Regions from separate parts of the Mus musculus genome. Here region 2 is linked to region 1. Evidence: chromatin contacts called from public HiChIP or PLAC-seq data. All regions are on one chromosome and are shown on one strand. The core of a region is the stretch at or near the end of the contact, and the rest is flanking DNA. Distances in the headings are between cores, read along the strand shown.

Region 1 (4,657 bases), core at 455-2,954:
CATGGTAGCACATGCCTGTAGTCCCAGCTGGTGGGAGGTAGGGATGGGACCATGAGGAGTTCAAAGGTCATCCTTGGGTACACAAAGAGTACACCAGCAGCCTGGGCTACAGGAGACCCTGTCTTAACCCACCCTGTCCCCACTGCCAAGAAAGTATTGTTATATGGTAGATAAAACTTTATTACAGTTATACCCAGACAAGATCTGAGTGTTTGTTGAGACTAAGTGTCTACAGATGGAAGCGGGATTTGCTTCTACTTTGGTTTTCTTCTCAAATCCCACAAGGATGGCACTGACCAGAAGCAGGGGACTGGACAAATGGGCCTGTGTGAGCACAAAGATTGGGCCCTCACAGGCATACAGGAACACAGATGTTCTGTTTTTTGTTAGAACTTTGTGCTTACTGGCCTGGAGGCTGGGAGCAGAGTTAGAGGTACCCAGGGTTCTTCCAGGGACTCAGGCACAGCTGTGGTATATAGGCAAGAGGGACGAGTCTGGCTTTCAGCCAGCAAGTCTGGGTTTGTGGATGGAAGCCTTGTTCCATGTCTGCCTTTTCTCCTGAAAACCACGCTTCTAATACTGAAGGGTGGTGTTCGGACAGGGCTGCGCAGAAAGGTAGTCAGCCAAGCTCCGGAGCTTTCAACCCTCAGCAGGAAGAGCGTAGCTAACCCAGCCTCTCTGTGTTTTCCAAAGCAGGAACCAGAAGTCAGGGAGGTTTGGTCAAATGCCTTGACCAAAATTATACAACAGAAAATGATTAGGGGAAAACTTAACAGGTGACTTCCTCCAGCCACGATGTTCCTCAGCACCGAGCTACCATTCTCTCAGACCCACACTAGAGGCTTCCAGCTGGCTGGTGGTTTCTCTCCTCCCTGTTCATCTGTCAGGCCTCAGGCCCTTGGCAAATATTGTCACTAGTCTGAGTCTCCAGGTAGGGCAGGCACCCCTCCCAGCTCACCTGAGCAGGATCTCTCTCTGCCCAGCAACCTCCCAGCAGCCTAGGATCCCAGCAACTGCCCCCTAAGCACTGAAACCCAAACACAGCAGAGCTGCTGACTATCTCCAGACAGCAACTGGCAGTGCCCGGGATCAACCTAGGGGGTCTGACTGTGACTTTGGAGGGGTGGGGGTGGGGCTGGCCAAGACAGCCATGTTGATAGTGACAGCACCCACCTTGACAACCTAGGTTCCTGGTACACCCAATACCCTGGGCCCGAGCACACTTAGAGCCCTTCAAATACCCCAAATATCCCTAAAGGGGATGTCACCAGACAGAGCTGTGTTCAAATCTCACTTTCCACTCTTACCTCCTGGATAATCAAAGTCACTTAAGAGCTATGCCTCAGTTTTCTCATCTGTAAAGAAGGGTGATCGTAACAAGGCCCACCCCATGGGTATAGACTCCATGAGGAGGGAGAGAAAGTTGGGACCCAGAAGGCCTGTGACTGAGCCAGGGTCCCCAGGAGGCAGCGGGGCGCGGGCTGCAGGCTGCGCAGCGGCTGGAGCCGCAGTGCGGTCCCGGGGCTCCTCCTAGGAGGCCCCCGCAGCGTTCGCCCTGCACGGCCCGCGCCCCGAGGCGGCCTCCGCCACTCACCCCGCCGGCAGGTCGCCCGGGCCGCTGGCCGTGGTCATCGCTGCGCGCGCCGGACGCCAGGCGCAGCCCAGGTGCTGCGGCCGGATCCCAGCGACGCGGCGGCCGGGGAGGGGCGCGCCGGGGGGCGGGGAAGGCGACGGGGCCGGGCCGGTCTCGGGCTGCCCACCCGCGCAGTGGGACCATGGCCGCGCCCGCGCAGCGCAGCGCCCGCCCCTGGCGCTGGCCAGGTGGGACCCGGGCGCTCAAGGTCGGCACAGCCTGGCCTTGGAGCATCGGCGCAGACATGGACCGGAGCTGCCAACACCTCCACCCACTCGGGCTGGGAAATTCTCCACCTTCCCTAGGCCTCAGCTCCCGGCCCCACACCTGAGATCTCGCGGTCCAGCCTCACTGCCGGGCCATGTTAGCGGAGAAAGCCTAGCTTCTGCAGACAGGCGTGGACATTCATTCTAACCGCTTGCCCAAACGGGGCCAGTGTTTTGCAAGAGACCAGAAGGCGGGAAAGCGGGCGGGTTAGCACGCACCGCTAGCAGGCAGCTCACACTCTCCTTCTCAAACAATCCCTAAAATTGCCATTTTTTTTTTTTTCAGATGCGAAAACTCGAGCGGTTGAGTTCATGTGACCTGTGTAGAGCCACTCTACAGTAAGTGGCCAGCAGGAACTGCAACTTAGCCCTCCTAACTCCAAAGCTCACACTCAGCCCCTTCTCCCTTTGGCCCCCTCCTCTCTCACTTCCAGAGTGAGTGGTCCATCCCCCAGATGCCCACTTTGCACTTAGACCTGAGACAGGTTCCGAAGAAGCCCACATGATCTTCTAGCAGAGAGCCCTGGCCCATTAAGAGTTAACCGGCCACTACCTCTGGGCCCCAGATGCTCTGGTGACTCATCATAACACGTGGCTGCCATTAGATTAGAGCTGTCCCTTTAGAAAGGCAAGGGACAGGAGGAGGGATTGGCCCTGAGCTCCAGGATGTCAGAAGAGGAAGCAAAAAAGAGCAGCCTGCAAATGCAGCCATGGTGGGAAGGACTTGGATCAGATCCCAGAGGAGCCAGGCAACTTGAGTTTAGGAATAGGGAGAAATGTCTGGGGGATTGCTGCTCTCATCAAGATAACTGCCTGGAAAGACTGTGAGTTGTTTGTTGTTCTTTTTAAAAATATTTTTATGTGTATTAGAGTTTTGCCTGCAGCTATGCCAGAGTGAAAGTGACACATCCCCTGGAGCTGGAGTTACAGACATTGTGAGGCGCCATGTAGGTGCTGGGAATTGAACCTCTGTCCTCTGGAAGAGCAGCCAATGCTCTTGACTGCTGAGCTATTTCCCAGGATGTCCTTATGCTGCTCTGTGTGAGCAGAGGCCAGGCACTGCTATGTGGAAACTATCCCAACTTTGGTAGCCTCACATATGGGCTTGAAAAGACGATGATGGGAACCTGACCACAACAGCATGTACCAGCAACCATTATTTAAGGAACCCAGACGAGGGTGAGTATGTTGGGGAAGGGGGAAGGGGGGGGGAAGGGTCTGTCCGGAGCAGATGGGAGCTGAGCCTTGAGAAGTGCGTTAATGAAGCTGGGAGCAGGTGTGCTCCATGAGGGACCAATATAGACAAAGGCACAGGAGTGGGTAAGGGCACACTGATGAATGCTGGGGTCTGTGGTTCTGAAGAGAACAGTGTAGAGACGAGTGAGTCCTAGGTGATGAGGCTGAAGCCTGTCGCACGCCCCACACAGTCATGTCCTCGGGCATTTGTACATGCTGTTTCTTTTGCCTAGGACACACACTCCTTCCTGGTCACATAATTCATCCATGGAACCAGGGATGGAGCCAACAGCTTATCACTGAAAGGTCTCTCTTCAAAAGAAAAAACAGTCCTTCACAACACTACACACTTGTAACACGTGGGAGGTAGAGGCAGAAGGTGCAGGAGCTCAAAGTTATCCTTAGCTAAGGCTAAGGGCTTCCAGGCTAGCTAGGCTATATGAGAAATGGACAGACAGGGACTGGAGAGATGACTCAGTGGTTAAGAGCACTGGCTGCTCTTACAAAGGTCCTGAGTTCAAATTGCAGCAACCACATGGTGGCTCACAACCACCCGTAATGAGATCTGATGCCCCCTTCTGGTGCTGTCTGAAGACAGCTACAGTGTACTTAGGTATAATAATAAATAAATCTCTGGGCCAGAGTGAGCAGGGCCAACCGGAGCTAGCGGGGCCAATTGGAGTGAGCAGAGGTCCTAAATTCAATACTCAACAACCACATGAAGGCTCACAACCATCTGTACAGCTACAGTGTACTCACATACATAAAATAAATAAATAAATAAATAAATCCTTTAAAAAAAGAAATGGACAGACAGCATGAAAGGTAGCACGGGGGATAGGTAGACACAACAGATTGCTAAAGTAAAAAAATTCAGGGCCTTGTTGGAATGACAGAAGAGGCCAGGTAAGTGGTCCTGAAGCAACTAAGCTCCATTAGTTCTGATTCTACTTAGCCTGGCTAAAAAAAATTCTATTTTTATTAAGAACTTGTATCAGTTCAGATGTCACCTCTCCCAGGAAGTTCCTGGCTGGGTCCCAGACTCTCATCTCTTGCCTCCAGTGAGCAGCCCTAACTCCTGTGGGTGACACTGTGTATGACACGGGGAAGGAGCAGGAAGAGATGCCTGTACGTGACTCTCGTGGACATCTCTCAAGGTACGGTAAAGTCTGATCGTCACTGTGTTTCTGCCTATGGATGGCTGACAGTGAACACTGGCTTCAGGGAGGTCCCAGCTCCCTCTGAGGGAGTCAGCTTAGCAATGGCTGACTCATGTCAAAGGCCACTTACAAGCCACGCATGCTTGTAATCTTGGCCAACCTTCATTTTTAACTGCTCTGTGAAGCTCAGTTTCTGCAGAGGGAAATGGAAATAACCCTACCTACTTCCCTGTGAGCAGCAAGAGTTCGTGCACATGGAGACGGAGACGGAGAGGCCTGGCATGCAGCACAGCGGTACTGCTGGTGCCTGGAGATGGACTCTGCACTTCTCCCCATTTTACAGATGAGAACAGTTGAGCAAG
Region 2 (4,465 bases), core at 954-3,453, 570 kb before region 1:
TGGAGGCCCGGGCCAGAGGCGACCCGGAAAAGGACTCGCCGTCTCCGTTCTCCGAGCCTGAGCCGGGCCGCACCTCCGGGGACGAGGTCCGGGGACCTGAGTCCGCGCCGTCGGGCGACAAGGGCTTCCCTGGCGGCGGCTGCGGACTGTCGGGGCGGCCGGCCTGAAGCAGCGTCTTGGGAAACAGATCAAACTTCTGCAATTTGGCCTCTGAGAGGAGGGAAAAGACGGAGATGTGAGGAGAGGTTAAGAACACTGGACCCTTTTGAATGCCAGTTTCCTCTTGTTCCTCTCCACCTCCCAACTATTCTTGACAGGGCTCTGGTTTTATTTTTACCTCTTCCCAAAGATCCTACAGCTCTCCCCCTCCTCCTAGGCTCACGCTTCTTCTGTGCCCAGACACCCCCACCCCGACCTGACACCCTGAAAACTTGATGTTCAGTAAGCTCTTCCTACACTTGTGCCCTAACACCTCCACTCCCTTCCCATCTCACCCCGCCCTAGAGAAGTGGCTTTGTCAAGATTCCAATCCGAGCAAACAGAACTTCTACCTATACCTCAGAGTATGTGGAAGACACTACTCACTCAGGTTGCCAGAGCCTTAGGCACTTCAACCTGGAGAGAGGGATCCTTAGGGGACTAGGTCCTTAGCCTCTCTACAGACAAAATAAATTACATCCTATTTCTTGACCACATTTTTCAAAACTCCTAAGAAATGTCCTTCTTCCAAAGAGTCTGAGAGCCGGGACCGTCCCATTGCCCAACTGCCTCCCTCACCTTCGAGTCAAAAAAGTAGAGTAGACAGAGCAAGGGAAAGGGACCCGAGAAAGAGCAAAAAAAGTGCCAACTATGAGAAACCCGGCGTGCCTGAGAGAGAAACGGAGCCAGAGCGAGGGGAACGCAGAGAATGTTTTGTCAGAAATGCCTTAGGAACTGGAGGAAAGGAATCTTGCTGAGAAACGAAAGAGGGCGTCTCCAGTACTTAGGGAAGTAGTGCGGATTAGAAGGATTGCCAGGGTCTTTTCAGAAGAGTTGGGAAGAAAAGAGAGTGGTGGCCTGTAAGAAGCTCAGAGCAGAACAGATGGGCGGCTTCCGGGCTGCCAGGGGAGAAGGCCCAGCTAAATGAGTTGGGCAGTAACTAAGGACCTGCCCCCTAACAAGAGTAAGGCTAAAGTGTTGCCTTGGGGCCTGGGGTGAGGGCGAGGAAGAAAGTATAAAAACTGCAGGCAGGGCAGAGAGTTTATGAGTGGGTGGAGAGCCACAGTTAAGTAGTTGGAGCATCTAGGGAAGGGAGCTGCACTTTGTCAGGGAAGGAACAAGCCACTAGGCCTCGCGCACCAGCCCTGTGTCCCCTGGGCTCCTCCTTCCAGACCCCACCCCACCCCCAGTGTGACCGTGCTCTCACCTGCGCCCCCTGCGCCCCCTGCACTCCCCGCGGGCGCTCCAGCTCCAGGACCCCCGCCGTCGGTGGCGCAAACCGAGCCAAAGACTTCGTAGGCAGGCCGCGGGGGGATGATGCCGTTGGCGGCGGCCAGCGCCAGGCCCTCGGCAGTGCCGTACAGCAATTGCAACTCGCGCGCCTCGTTCTCCTCCTGCGCCTGCTGCCTGCGCAAGGCCACCTGAGCCGCCATGACGCGCTGGCGCTCGGCGATGAGCGTACACTTGGCGCACAGGCAGTCCTTCCAGCGGCAGTAGCGCTTGTGGCCCTTGAGCGCGGACACCACTCCGTGGTTGCGGCAGCGCGCGCACTTGGGGGTCCGCGGGTACTTCTCCGCTGCCCTCAACAGCAGCGGCGGCGCCCGCAGCAAGCCTCCGGCCACGCTCACTGGTAGCGATGCTGCGGCAGCTGCCGCCGCAGCCACCGACGCCACCGATGCCACGGGTGGTCCCGTCGCTGTCGCTGCTGCTGTCGCCGCACCGGGCACGCTGGGCAGCTCCGAGCGCAGCTCCATGGCTGGACCTAGCGTGGGGAAAGTGGGGATACCTGAGTCAGGGTAATACAGTCACTAGGCTTAAGCACGGCCTGCAGAAACCCATTTTGGGAAACTTTGGTTGTACAAGTTTAACTAAACTTGTGGCTGTCAAACTGCTGGGGAAACGAACTGGAAGCTCCCTGTAAACAAGTACGCCCCCACCCCCACCACTGACCTCTTATATCTGACTACACGTGTAAGATTTCGTTTGAATCAGTAGTTCCGCCAAGGGGAAAAAAACAAGACAACGTTTGGAAGTCATTGGTGCAGTTGAATGTAAAGAGGATTTGGAAAGAAAATATTATGCCCAAAGCTTAGGTTAATTGGGGTGAGTCGAGAAAAGAGAAATATTTGCCTGAAAGGGACTCAGATTACAGAGAAAACTTGGGACCAACAAGCGGATGTCAAAGGCAAAGCAAGAAAAAAAAAAAAAAAGGAGCAAAATGATCCCGTTTGGTGGACAGGTGAAGAGGAGAGAAATGTGCAGGCGGGGTGAGGAGGTGAACAGGTTGGGCTGGGGTCTTAATTGTAGCTTTCAATGTGGAAGCAGAGGAATTCGAGCAAAAAGGAACTGAAGAATTTTTTCCTGTTAGAAGTAGGGTAAGAACTAGAAGACAAAACTTGGAGGCAAAGTTCGGCTTATGGCCCTGGGATCACAGCCAAAAGAATTCTGCAAATACTGTGGTCTGAGCCTCTAAAGGGTTAGTTCTATTCCACAGAACTGAGTGTAGGAGAGCTGAGAAGAGAGAAAAGCCATCGGAAGAAACTTTCTTTGGACTGGCCACCCTAGCTCAAAGATTAGTTGAATAACAAGAAAAACGTCCAGAAACAGCTGACAAGGCGACCCGGACTGAGGTCCACCGAGAGGGACAGCGCTGCTTAGGAAAAAAATCTCCAGCAAAAGGTAGGGCGGGGATAGGGTGAAACCTGTGGCTTGGGGGTTAGACTTTTAGTCTGGAGTAGTCAGAGGAAAGCACATCTTCAGAAAAGTTAGACTTTGCAGGAGCCAGAGTCCTTTTGCTCAATGCCTCTTACCCAACCCCCACCCCTCCCAGTTTAGGAACTGAGTCCTCAGACACGCCCTCCTCATCCTGGGACCTCTTGGGACCCCGCTTGTGCGCAGGTTCCAGAGTGTTGGTCTCAGACCAGGGTTCTGGGACTTGCACAATCCAGCAGGCCTCAAAGGAGGCCAGGAAGTCGCCTCCAAAACTGACCCTGAAGGGACCCGAGAGTCTCACCTGCGCCGCAGCCGCAGAAGGCCCAGCAGGCCCTGCTCCTGGCTTCCGCCGCGGCCTCCACTCCCCGCCACGCAGCCCGGGTCCCCGCCAGAGCCGGGAGCCGCTCCTGGGGTCCGGGTCTGGGAATCCCAGAGCACCGTGTGCTCCGAGGCCTCTTCCCCCAGACCCTCAAGCACTCAATGCCCAAGGCCCGGCAGGGCCTGGGCCTCGCCCTCGGGGGCCACCGACCCGGTCGCCTCCCCTGCTCGGCTGCCGGCCCTCCCCTACCTGCCTCGAGCTCCGGGCTCCTCCTCTGTTGGCGCAGCACGCGTCGCCCAGCTCGGCTCGCGCCTCGGCTCTCTTGGCCTCGTCCCTCTGCCCCCGGCCCCTTCTCTGACCACGTCACCCTCCTTCAGCCACCATGTCCGAACTTCCGGACCCCTCTAGGAACACAGCAGTCCAACACCCCGGAGGGGCCTCGGGGCCGGGGGCCTGGCCGAGGGCGGGCTGGTTGCAACCGGCGTCCCCTCGGTGCGCTCCGGACGCTGCGCTCGCCCCGGGCCGGGTAGTCCGGCGCTGCCAGCTCTCAATGAGCCGCTCGCCCGCTCTATTGTTGCTCCTCAGGGCTCCATTAGACAGAATTGGACAACAATGTGGCGCCTGCCATTGGCCAGGGGAGACAGTCGGCGCTCTGATTGGCCGGGCCCGCGCCCGGGGAGCCCCTCATTCTACAGTGTCCGAAAGATTCGAAACTCCGCACGCTCTGCTGAGTGCCTGCGGGATGGGAGGGGGCGCCAGGGAAGGAGTGCGCGAGGAGGAGCGTTGCAAATGTCGTGACAAGAAGTTTCCGTGCGCCCGAGAGCGTGTGAATTGCTCCTAATTACCGTGTCCGGTGCGCCTCTCCGCGTAGACGTGTGTAACCCCTCTACTCCTGGGGCTCCGGCTCCACTGAGCCACTCTCCCTTGGCCCGGGGCGCTTGGCAAGGCCTAGCTTCCCAAGTGGCCCCGGAGGCCTGGGGCGGGACAGGAGCAGGTGACAATTCAATTACCGCTGTCGAAGTGGGAGTGGAACCCGGGTGCCGGGGTGGGGGAGGGAGGGCGTTCACCGCAGACTTGCCAAGATGGTTTTTGCTGGCTTCCTTCTGACCGTGACCGTGTGCTTCCACGTCCGACGGGCTCCGAGGTAGTTGAGAGCCGGTTTGCTCCCTTCCCCCGCCCTCTATCACCTTTAATGCTTAGTTTCTTCGTTTGCAAAGTCCTGACACCGTGGGCGTC

Evidence for each region. HiChIP or PLAC-seq counts read pairs in DNA pulled down with a chosen protein or histone mark.
Region 2: an H3K27ac HiChIP or PLAC-seq map of embryonic stem cells shows a contact between it and region 1, with 4 times the contacts expected there. The contact joins the promoter of Dmrta2os here to the promoter of Ttc39a in region 1. A contact is called at or near these places in 9 of 39 promoter capture datasets (HPC-7-derived erythroid cells, cranial neural crest, embryonic stem cells and 5 more), 1 of 484 Hi-C or Micro-C datasets (embryonic stem cells), 3 of 115 datasets of contacts at active chromatin or transcription factors (embryonic forebrain, embryonic stem cells and neural tube) and 1 of 9 other capture datasets (embryonic stem cells).

Annotation. Positions count from the first base shown.
Region 1 is chr4:109,404,147-109,408,803 of GRCm38.p6, reverse strand. It overlaps Ttc39a (tetratricopeptide repeat domain 39A), which reads right to left and starts at 1,704. Exons shown (of 18, transcript NM_153392.2): 1 at 1,595-1,704. The coding sequence starts at 1,632. Ttc39aos1 (Ttc39a opposite strand RNA 1) reads left to right here and starts at 2,547. Exons shown (of 4, transcript NR_131195.1): 1 at 2,547-3,078; 2 at 4,198-4,292; 3 at 4,535-4,657.
Region 2 is chr4:109,977,350-109,981,814 of GRCm38.p6, reverse strand. It overlaps Dmrta2os (a long non-coding RNA gene), which reads left to right and starts at 2,203. Exons shown (of 4, transcript XR_868017.3): 1 at 2,203-2,877; 2 at 3,029-4,465. It overlaps Dmrta2 (doublesex and mab-3 related transcription factor like family A2), which reads right to left and starts at 3,790. Exons shown (of 3, transcript NM_172296.2): 1 at 3,479-3,790; 2 at 1,406-1,960; 3 at 1-210. The coding sequence starts at 1,952.